Linked DNA regions of Mus musculus: region 2 is linked to region 1. A link is a contact called in public HiCAR-type data. All regions are on one chromosome and are shown on one strand. The core of a region is the stretch at or near the end of the contact, and the rest is flanking DNA. Distances in the headings are between cores, read along the strand shown.

Evidence for each region. HiCAR-type assays count read pairs that join an accessible place to other places.
Region 2: a contact with region 1 is called in a HiCAR-type map of Th17 cells, with 6 times the contacts expected there. The contact joins two enhancer-like sites. A contact is called at or near these places in 1 of 15 datasets of contacts at CTCF or cohesin (large pre-B cells), 2 of 484 Hi-C or Micro-C datasets (bone marrow-derived macrophages and ventral hippocampal neurons) and 4 of 115 datasets of contacts at active chromatin or transcription factors (Th17 cells, bone marrow-derived dendritic cells, memory CD8 T cells and 1 more).

Annotation. Positions count from the first base shown.
Region 1 is chr4:63,714,402-63,719,749 of GRCm38.p6, forward strand. The region is part of intron 1 of Gm42294 (a long non-coding RNA gene); the gene reads left to right. Among named protein-coding and RNA genes, the nearest start is that of Gm42294, 21 kb to the left of the region's middle. Within about 2 kb of position 2,065, at least 6 of the 459 cell types and tissues checked have an H3K27ac peak or open chromatin away from gene starts, as enhancers often do. A contact at or near this core is called in Th17 cells and bone marrow-derived dendritic cells, where this site is marked.
Region 2 is chr4:63,940,628-63,945,975 of GRCm38.p6, forward strand. No RefSeq gene overlaps it. Among named protein-coding and RNA genes, the nearest start is that of 8030451A03Rik, 41 kb to the right of the region's middle. Within about 2 kb of position 2,439, at least 28 of the 459 cell types and tissues checked have an H3K27ac peak or open chromatin away from gene starts, as enhancers often do. A contact at or near this core is called in Th17 cells and bone marrow-derived dendritic cells, where this site is marked.

The sequences.
Region 1 (5,348 bases), core at 815-3,314:
TCTGGAAGAACAAGTGGAAGTGATTATCCTTCTGATGGGAGATTGGCAAAGTCGTGAGCCCTCTTATCCCATGACATTCTTAAGATTGAATTCTTCTGCAGATGCCTAAGTTCCTGCAATGCTTCCCTTCCTACACACTAATCTCTGTTTTGCCTCCCGTGTGCAGAATGGCTTGATTTGGGTGGGGCCTTGTGTTCACTTATCACTTCCTTCAGTTGATGAAAGATGTAACCTTTCATCAACTGTGTTAAGATGTGTTAAGCAGTTAGAAGTTATTTCTACCATTGTTTGCTATGACTATCATTAAGAGTAGCATGGTAGCAGATAGTTAGGCATGGTGCTAGAGCAGTAGCAGTAGTGTATAGTAGGATATATTTATCCTAGTTTGCAAGTAAGCTTGAGACATAGAGGGAAGAAGAGAGGGGGGGGGCGGGGGCAAGAAGGCAGCAGACAGACAGATAATGATAGAACAAGCTAACAGGGAATGAGTTTTTTCTTTTTATTCTCAAAGCCCATTTCCAGTGGCCCATATCCTCCAACAAGTCCACTCACATCTCCTAGCCTTCCCAAATAGTTCTACCAACTGGAATCTATGCTCTCAAATATATGAGTTTTTTAGGTCACTCTCATTCAAACCATCACTTTGTATTGTTGGTGTTTGTCTGTCTTTCTTTTATTCTGTCAGAATTTATCAGATGCCAGGCTTCTTTGTTCACCCCAGGGCTAGGGACTGAAGCTTTTGCATACCAAACAAATATTCCACGACTGAACTTTCTCCTCACGGTATGCTTTATAGGGATAAGTACAATGTAGTGTAGGCTACTCCTAAATGTGGCCTTTCTGTTGTTCCTAGGGTTACAGCGACCTGACTATGTGATGGCTTGTGATAGCTTCATTTTATCCCTGTAGTAGGTAAGCTGCTAGGATTCTACATTTAAACATTTTAACATTAAGTCATTTTAAACAACACTTCTGTATGTACCTAGTCCCGTCTGAATATCTCTGTAGCTCCTTCTTCTCCATCTCCAGCATCCTTCTTTGTGTGCTTCTCCATGAATACCTCAACAGCCTCTGATGGGATATCTTATGGGATAGGCATCATTAGGTTAAAGATGGAAATACTTTGACAAAAACAACTTAAAATAGAAAGGAAGGTTCATTTGCCTCCCCCCCACCCCACACACACTCCAGGTTACGGTTCATCTCTGCAGGGAATGTCAAGGTGACTGTTGAAGCAACTGTGGATCACATCCACAAGTTAAGAGCACAGAGGGGTGAAACAGTGCATGTTTACCAGTTCTTGGCAAGCTCTCTCCTTTCCTTACAGTCCAGAGCCAGCCTGTGAAATGGTGTGACACACTTTCAAGGTGGGTCTTCCCATTTCAATTAACCCAGTTAAGAAAATCTCTCCCATACATGCCTATAGACCAACCTAATCTAGACAGTACCCCACTGAAACTCCCTTCCCAGGTGACTCCAGATGGTGTCCAGTTGACTAATACAAGCTTAACACCATAGCCCCCAAACCCAAGGTGGGTAAGCACTCACCTTGTAGACAGTCTGCGCTGTCTTTTGGGTTCCTCTTTCTAGAGTTCCCGTTAGGAAACTAGATGGGTAGAAAAGGGTGGTAAAGGGGGAACAGAAGCTGGATACTTACTTCTTTTTAGGATCAAAGTTCTGTGTGGGCTGCTATTAAGTGAGCAAAGTAGATACTGCATGTATGTTGTCTAGTTTTACAGTGACAAGGTCACATAGAACTGTGATGTTTAGCCATTAATGTGTTATGGCTAGAAACAAAAGTTCCAGGCTCTTCTTTATCTCTGATTTCTCAGACCTTAGAGAAATGCCTGGACCTAGAAGCTTAGGCTTGGCTGAATCAACAGTCAATTGGTCTGATACATGGACTGAACAAGCAAACAGGCAAAAGAAACTATCGGCCCTGAGTCTCTTAGCACAGAGTTTGCTCTGCTGTATTTCATTTTCTTCTCTTGTGGTTTTGAGTGAGGACTCAACGTTCACCGTGAGTGGCTTTTTCTTCCCTTCTTGATGAAACTGACACCCACACTTGTAGTGAAACCACACTTAACCTTTTGGAATTCACTTTCAGGGACTGTGGGGGAAGCACAGGGAAATGTCCAGGAGTTTTCAGTATGATTTTTATTTATTTATTTTGGTTTCCTTCTTCATTTTTTAAAATAAAATTATTATTATTAGTAGTAGTATTACGTGTGTGTGTGTGTGTGTGTGTGTGTGTGTGTGTTTGTACCATGACACATGTTTGCAAGTTAGAGGACAACTTTTTTTTGGGGGGTCTTATGTTTTTATTATGTTTGGGTCTTATATTTCTATTATATATTATAATTTATTATATTTTATATACTTTTCCATCACAGTCACATTTTATATGCTTTTCTACTACAATAAAAAACTAACTTATGATAGAGTTGACATGCTATCATATAAATAAATTTATATCTTCTTTTATGACTGTGCCTTTGTCCTCATTCAACTTTTTTGACTTAGTTTTTTTGGGGTTACCTTTTTACACCTTTTCGTGAGTATTGGGGACCAAATTCAGAGATTTAGGCCTGTGAAGTCAGTGCTTAATCACAAAGCCACCTTATCAGTCCTGAGTTTCATCTCTCATTTAACAAAGCCACAGAATTCTTGGAGTATCTGTTTGATGAAATCAGCATCTATCCCTGTCCCTCCCCCACCTTTGAATAATATTTTATTTTCTATTTTATGTGCATGGGTATTTTGCCTGCATGCACATTTGTATACCACAGGTGTGACTGGTGCCGATGGAGGCCAGAAGAGGGCTTCAGATCCCCTGGAACTGGAATTATGGAGGGTTGTGAACACACTATGACACACTATGAGCCCTAATCACTCTTTTCCTTGAAGTGGGTTTCCTTTAGGTGTATTGCCACAGTAAGAGAGAACTGACTAATATAAGAACACTATGAGCCTCAGAAGTCAGTCTTACTGAGTTATTAAGTGTGGGGATAAATGTGACCTGTCTGAGACCTTAGTCTGTCTTGGGACACTTGATTGGAATTATAGATGTCTCCAAAATACATTGCATCCCTGAATAGCTGGACTAGGTGTGATTGCCCTGAGAGAATGGCAAGTCCCAAAGGCCTTGGACTCCACTCCCCTCTGCCTGTCTGCATCAGAGCCATAGGTACTTCTAGGGATTTAGTCTTAGCGTGAGGTCTCCACAGTGGGGTTTCTCTGACCTTTTAGTTCAGGGACCATACTCCCCTTGGGGAAACATCTAAGGGTTAGGTACATAGTATGCCTATTCAGACATGCTTAGCCCCTGTATTCTATGACTCCTTTAGCTTCTTCCTCTTTGAACCTCTCTTTACGTTCTATTAAACAGACACTGTCATCTAGGGCCCATCTCCTAACCACCGCCACCCCTAAAACTCTTGGGAAGAGGAACATAGCTTACTATTTCCCTTGTGATTTTAGACTACATTTTCTTATGCAAAGGTAAAGACTAAGAGAGATCCTTGGAGCATGGCAAGTAAAGCTTAGATGGGCATGCTTTTGAATAACTGTGTGAGAAGGGATTTTGGACCTTCTTGCAGCAGCTGTAAGAGAAACACTTACTGTCTAAGTGCATGGAATGGAGCATGCGGGCCAAGCCCAGGGTGCAGCTTACTTGCTTTGGCCCAGAGACAGCTGGCAGCCGGCCAGTGTTTTGGCCTCCTTGGTCTTTGACCCCCAAAGGTCTGGAATTAGAGTGAGTCACACTTGTTATTAGCCGATGATCGTATTGTGAGGTCACAAACCCAATGTTACCTAAACTTTGAAGTGTGCAATAAGTGTCTGGGATACAAACTCTGAGTCGCTTGTGATAAAGGCCCTGTCTTTGTTTTTAAATCCCCAAAGCCTTTCTTGTTTCCTTTATAACCTTTATCACAATCACTTGGCAATTATTTAGTAATTCCCTTATTGTACTCTCTATTTCAACTCAATAGTGCAAATATTTGGCGAGTCTGTTAGCCTTATCCGTCTCACACATGGCACTTGGCAGAGCCTGACATGCCACTGTGGCCTTATGGCTTCATACTGTTTGTAATTTAGTATGTGCAGAAGAAAAGAGAAGGAGACCACAGACCATCAGGGTCATGTTCAGAAAGTGTGACAGCTGGTTCTTACTGAGCAGGGACCAAGGATCTCGACAGAACCATCATCAGTTGCTGTCATGTGTACTGTTTCCTTTTGCCTCTCAAGGGTATCACCCTAATCTTACTGCTTTGTAGATGGAGGAGGTAAAGTGCAGACAGACTGGTTCAGCTATCTGAGTCTCAGAGCTGGAACACGGCAGAGGAGAGATCATACATCTATCTACTTCCATAGCCTTGCTCCATAGCCTCAGGTATCGGTGCATGGAAAATTCAACTAGAACGAATTAGCTGGGAGTTAAAAAAAATATTTTCTCTGTGTTCCACCTAAGAGATTGTGGTGGTTTGAATGAGAATGGCCCACACAGGCTCATATATTTGAATGCTTGGTACTCAGTTGATGAACTGTATGGGAAGGATTAGGAGGTGCGTCTTTGTTGGAGATATGTTGTTCAGGGTAGGATTTGAGAATTCAAAAGCCCTCACAAGGCCCAGTCTCTCTGTCTCTCTGTCTCTCTCTGTCTCTCTCTGTCTCTCTCTCTGTCTCTCTCTGTCTCTCTCTGTCTCTCTCTGTCTCTCTCTGTCTCTCTCTGTCTCTCTGTCTCTGTCTGTCTCTGTCTCTCTCTTTCTCTTTCTGCTGACTTCAGATCAGGATCTAACCCTCTCAGCTACTGCTCCATTACCACACTTATCTCCTTTATGTCAAGATGATAATGGACTAATCCTCTGCAATGATTTTTAATTTCTTTAAAAAAATAGGAGTCATCTTAGGTATGGTCTCTCTTCACAGCACTAGAATAGTAACAGCATTAGGCTTATTAATGCTGTGATGAAACACTGTGACCAAAAGCAACTTGGGGAGGAGATGATTTATTTGGCTTCTACTTCCCCATCATTGTTTATTATTGAAGGAAGTCAGGACAGGAACTCAAGCAGGGTAGCAACATGGAGCTGATGCAGAGGCCAGGGAGGGTGCTGCTTATTGGCTCTGTTCCTCATGGCTTGCTAAGGCTGCTTTCTTATAGATCCCAGGACCATCAGCCCATGGATGATCTTACCAATCATAGGCTGGACCCATCCTATCAATCACTAATTAAGAAAATGCCATACGGTTGGACCTTTGGAGACATTTTCTCAATTGAGGTTCCCTCCTTCCAGATGACTTTAGCCTGTGTCAAGTTGATGTAAAACTAGCCAGCACAGTAACTA
Region 2 (5,348 bases), core at 1,189-3,688, 230 kb after region 1:
AAGCTGCGTATTCAACCTCCTCTTGTGAAAATGGGTGACAGATGAAAAAAAAAAAACCTGAGAAATACTCCTTGTGAACAGAAGGACAACTGTAAAGTGGCTGATCAGCAGTCACCTGGTCTGAGACTCTCCTCACCAGTGAAGGCAGTCAGATTCATGTCGTATCTTAACACCGAAAATCAGCTCCTGCCTCTATCAGACAGTCCCTCTCTATTACCGTCATGCTTATAATTTCAGTCAATCCTTGACCTTAAATTGGGGCCACAACCTTCAGATCCTGCTGGGTCACTGATGATCAGAGGATGACACTTGGAATCCAGTAACTCTTGATGCTAACACTTCCCGGCCTCAGCTTTTCCATCCATAGAATGGGGAGAATAACACACACGGCTGTTTTGAGGTCTGCATGGGCTCATTGTGAAAACTGCTTAGTATGCTGACTGTAAGCAGGCAGCACTCAGGAAAGCTGCGGTTATTCTCATAGCAATCCAATGCACTAGAAACGAGTTCTGGGCACTTGCATAACAATTGAGTTAGACCTACATCTTGGGGCTTCCCTACTGGCCCCATTTGTACGAGTAGCCTTCAGCTCAGTGTCTTGTCCCTGCTGGTCCCAATTCTTTGCCCTGAACATCATTCAGCTTATCTGAGGTCTAAATTCCATCTAGTCCCAGTGTTGCCAACAAATTCTGTTTCTTCTTCCTCCTCCTCCTCTCTTGCTACCATTCCACCTAAAGTTCTGTCTGCTGAGTCCATGGAAGACTTCCATGGCGACCACCCAAATGCTGCGGTCTGCAGTCTGAAGCTTTTCCAGGGGCTGTTTACTGTTTAGCCCTTAATGGCCTCTCTGATTTGATCTTGAGTCTCATATGTTCCGACCACAGTGCGCTTCCTTCTGAGCTCATTAGGCTTTAGGGCAGAGCCTGAGACCAAGGCACAAAAGATGGTCCCAAGATCAGGGTGAGGGAGTAGGTGGAGTGAGACAGGGAAGGAAAACAGTTGACATGGGTTGCACAATCAATTGTTTCCTGTTCTGAGTAGCCTTGACTCTGTCCCCCCCAAGGGCAGGTTGACAATGCCTCCCAATTGCCTTGCTATAGGACAGAAACCTTTGACACTCCTCCACTCTTCCTCCCCTGAACTGGAATAGAGTCCCCCATTATTTTACACTTTGAAAATGACTTTGGCTTAGACAAACTGGACTCCCAAGCTCTTGAGAAAGTCCTGAGGCAGAGACGTGGAGACCCACTGGCTTGGAGGGAGAGCATGTGCATATGTATTGCAGATTAAATATGAAAATGTGTCCGTAGATGCTACCTTGTTACCAAGCTGTTCCCCACTCCAGGCCTCTTGCAAGAACTGTGTCTCCCATCATGCATGTTTAGATTCAAATGTCCCAGTTTTAGAGATAGCCCTCTTGACATTCTGTCTGAAGGAGGCTACTGTGGTTCCTCTATCCAATGCCAGTTTTTCTTCATGACCCTTTTCTAGTATCTGGGTTAAAACCTACCAGCTCACAGCATGTCCAGGTCATGGCAGAGGTTCAAGCAAGACTGATGCCAGACTTGACTTGGGCAATTATATAGAGAGGTCAGATTCCAGGGTAAGAAGCAGGTAATAAAGCATGCGATGGCTCAGATGATTATTACGTGTGGGGTGGAGGACATCAAGAGGTGAGGGCAGGGAATTCTACAGAGTTGAACACAAAAGGCACAGAGACCAACTATCAGAGGTTCAGAGGGAGGCAGCAATAGGTTGTCACTCAGAGACAGGACAGACCCAGACTTATATGCACAGGTGGAGGTGGGCTGGCATGGAGAATTTTGTATCTGGTTCCTCTTCTTCAGTGTAGCCAGGTGCATGATGTCATTGGAGGCTGGAGAAAGTGATGACTTCCTTACAGCCTTAGTGCAGATTTCTGTGTGGTTACAGTCTGTTCTCCAAACCTAAACATAGTGGGACTTCAGGAACGAACACAGGGATTTTTGGGTCTCATCTCTATAGCCTCTGTAGACTCATGTGTGTAGCCTAAAATTGCCCCGGGTGTCCTGGAGGGCCTGGAATGAAGAGGCATGTGAAGACATCTTCTACCAGCATGGACTCTCTAGGCTGCAGGTAGACAAGCATGCCTGTACAGCTTCTCTGAACACAGTGTCTCACATTCCCGGAGCTGAGGATATAGGTTCCACTTGATAGTGACCTCATGATCTTGTCTCAATTCTCTGTGCTGCAGGGAACTATCTCCCCTCCACAGGGGAGGCTACAGAGTGCTGCATCCACCCTGCAGGCAGAGAAATCATCAAGGCATATGTCTTTTTGCCTTAAGGATTTTTTTCTCCTCCAAATAGACTTATAACAACAAGTAACCCCCTGGTTTCTATCACTTCTGCATTTAGAGTCTGTACTCCCTCCTGGTAGAGTTGATGTTAGTGGTCACAGGAAAGGGGTGTGGCCCTCTTGTCAGCTCAGATGTGCAGGCTGAGGCTGTTAATCATGTTCACAACCATTGCCACCACTTGGGTAGTAAGGTTTCAAGTCAGCGTGTTTCACTTAATTCCGATTGCATAAAGCAGACCACCGCCTCAGTGACACTGGCCAAACCTGCCTCAGTTTCCAGCTCTGTAGAATGGAGACTATAGGGTGGTGGTGAAGGTTAAATGAACTTTGATATGGACAGCAGCTGTAACAGGAACTGCTGTCAATCAGGGCTTGTTTTATTTTTAGCTCCATCTTTCGTGTCAAAATGGAGGACCTAAAGAAGAAACACCAAGGAGCTTTTACAAAATGGGAATCTGTACAATTTCACATCTTAAATATTATTCTTTGTGGAAGAATTTTTAGTGGTGTATGGGTAAAACAGAGAGCAAATTACATCATTGGCGTGAAAAGGAGAAGAGAGACTGGTGGAAGGAACTAGAACAAATAGACCACAGCATAGACCTGAGCCATGATGACTGAAAGGCAATAACTCTGTCCTTGTAGCAAATTAACCTGGGAGCTGCCAACTGATAGACAGTTGACATCCTGAGCAGCACTGCACACATATTTGTCTGCAGGTATATTTGTGAGGGCACCGGATGCTGTAGGGATATCTCTTGTGACTCCCTAAAGGATATACGACTTTGAGTATAGTTTTCCATAATCAGCTTTGTCATGACCAGCCACCAGAGGTAGACATCTTATGTGATTCTCTGGAGGACCTGGGCCTTTGCTTCATGAGACTAGAGTACCAAATTAGAAGTCATAATGGAAGTGAGATATAATTTTGTCTGCTTCTCACACTCAACTAGGTATGTTTAGAGTTAACATTCATTTTTCTTTGCCTGCTTCATGCTCTTCTGTAAAGCAGCTAAAAGGCACGAGGCACTTGACCTGGCCTGTTCAGGCTTCCACTTAAATTAACCGAAAGCACTCACATTAGCTCCACCTATTGACCAGCCAGTCAAATGGGTATTGATCATTTAGTCTGTGTGAAGGATGGCTGCGGGGAGTATAGCCAAGATACTGTTTGTCATTTACTACGGTGCAGCTCTGTATTGTAGGTACAGCGGTGCATTTATTGTAGTTATATGAGACAGTTATCATTTGTGTTTTATAAAAGAAAACGTTTGAAAACCCTAAATCATTAGGGAGCATGACCAAATGTAGATGGCTAGTTCCATTGTAGAACCAGGATTTGAAAGAGACGGATGGTCCATTCACTCATGAGCACTGCTACTTTTCTCAACAGTGATGACTGCCACAAAGACTCAAAGACATAATTCCTGTTTCCAACACACTCACTGTCTGGCAGGCGAGGCAGTTTCCTGACTGCATGGTCAGGGGTCCTACTTTACCCAGACTCTCGTCTTAGCATTGAAAGCATCTGTTATAAGATGCACATCGAGTGACTTAAGTTCCACTGGAATACTCTGTGGATTACTTGGGGGAAGAGAAAACAAAGGATTATGTGGTGTCTAGGGCAAGGAAGAGAGGGATACGATCTCTTTATGGTAAAGATCTCCTTTATAGGCACGCGCCTCTGACTGCGTTCCAAGTTTCTTGCAGCTTCCTAGGTGAGGTTTGGAAAGGCTCATGTAACAGAGAAATTTGCCCAAGAATAATTTCTTGTAAAAGTGATTCCAACCCAGGAGACAGAGACATTCGTCATGTCTGGGGCTGACTGCTTTTTTTTTTCTTTCAGTAAGAAGCACATTTGTGGGAATATGGATTAAATCAGAGGTGTTGGGGTTCATCACTTTGTAGGGGTAGCTCCTGTGTATGTGGTCTCTGGGGACGTGCTCTTTCAGAATTCCTTTGTTCTCCAAAGAAGAGTGCTTACATTTCCCAGTGTCTCAAATCTTCATGCTTGTCTCAGTCCATTGCACTTGGGATGCAGGCTAGAGACTGAAAACCTGGAGAGGAAACATCTTCAACACCTTGGAAGCAAGAGAGAACCAAGTCAGAGGCCTAGAAGGGAGATACCGTAGGGCTGGGGGTGAGGGCAGATTGCAGTTCACCTAGTTACCATTAGTACCTGAGGCCCTTGCCATGTCAAGTCAAGGGCTTGCTGCTGCTATGAGAATCTCTTTCTTGGTATGACTTTGGTCTTTCCAAGTCTTCCTCCCTTAGCCTATTTTGTTTTCTTGTGGAATCCATTATTAGATTCTGTTTCTCTCTATCACTCAGCAAGCAAGTCTACTCTGTTTATGACAGAGGTTGTTTTAAAACAAACATCACATCTCTGTTCTTTATCAATGATCATTTTCTCAAGAGGTAGTTTCTATTCTCTCCACTCTCCTGGAGGCCTACATAGACCTCATTCTAAGGATGGCAGATATAATACCTCATCTGTCAACAGAGTGAAAACTTCTTTTCTACAAGGCTTGATGTGACCTCTGAATTCCAAGTATCCTCCGGGCAGTATAAATTGATTTATTAATGAAGAGTTTGTAATGGGGTGCCTATCCATCTAATGGTAGATGTGGCATTGAGGATTCTTTACCCGTGGCGTGCTGCAGTGGTGGGAGTGGATATTTGAGACATGACAGTGGTGGTCCAGTAGACGTGGAAGGGATTCAGTGCTCCTCTCCATCAAAGCACAGTGATGGACATACTCAAGAATCTGCAGTCTGCTCTGAGGTCTCATCAGTCACATGGAGTGGAAGGCACCTAATGCGCTTCACTCGGGTTTTTGGATTGACACATCTGTCCACACCTGGATCTCCTGCTCATCTGAAAGGCACCCAGTGGAGCATGGTCCTCAGCCTCTTTGAAGTTGGCTCTACTCTCTTTCTGACTCTGAGGCTCTTTTCGTACACTGAGGGCCTCTTCTTCTTCTCCTCTGCTAGCTACTTATTAAGTCCTTA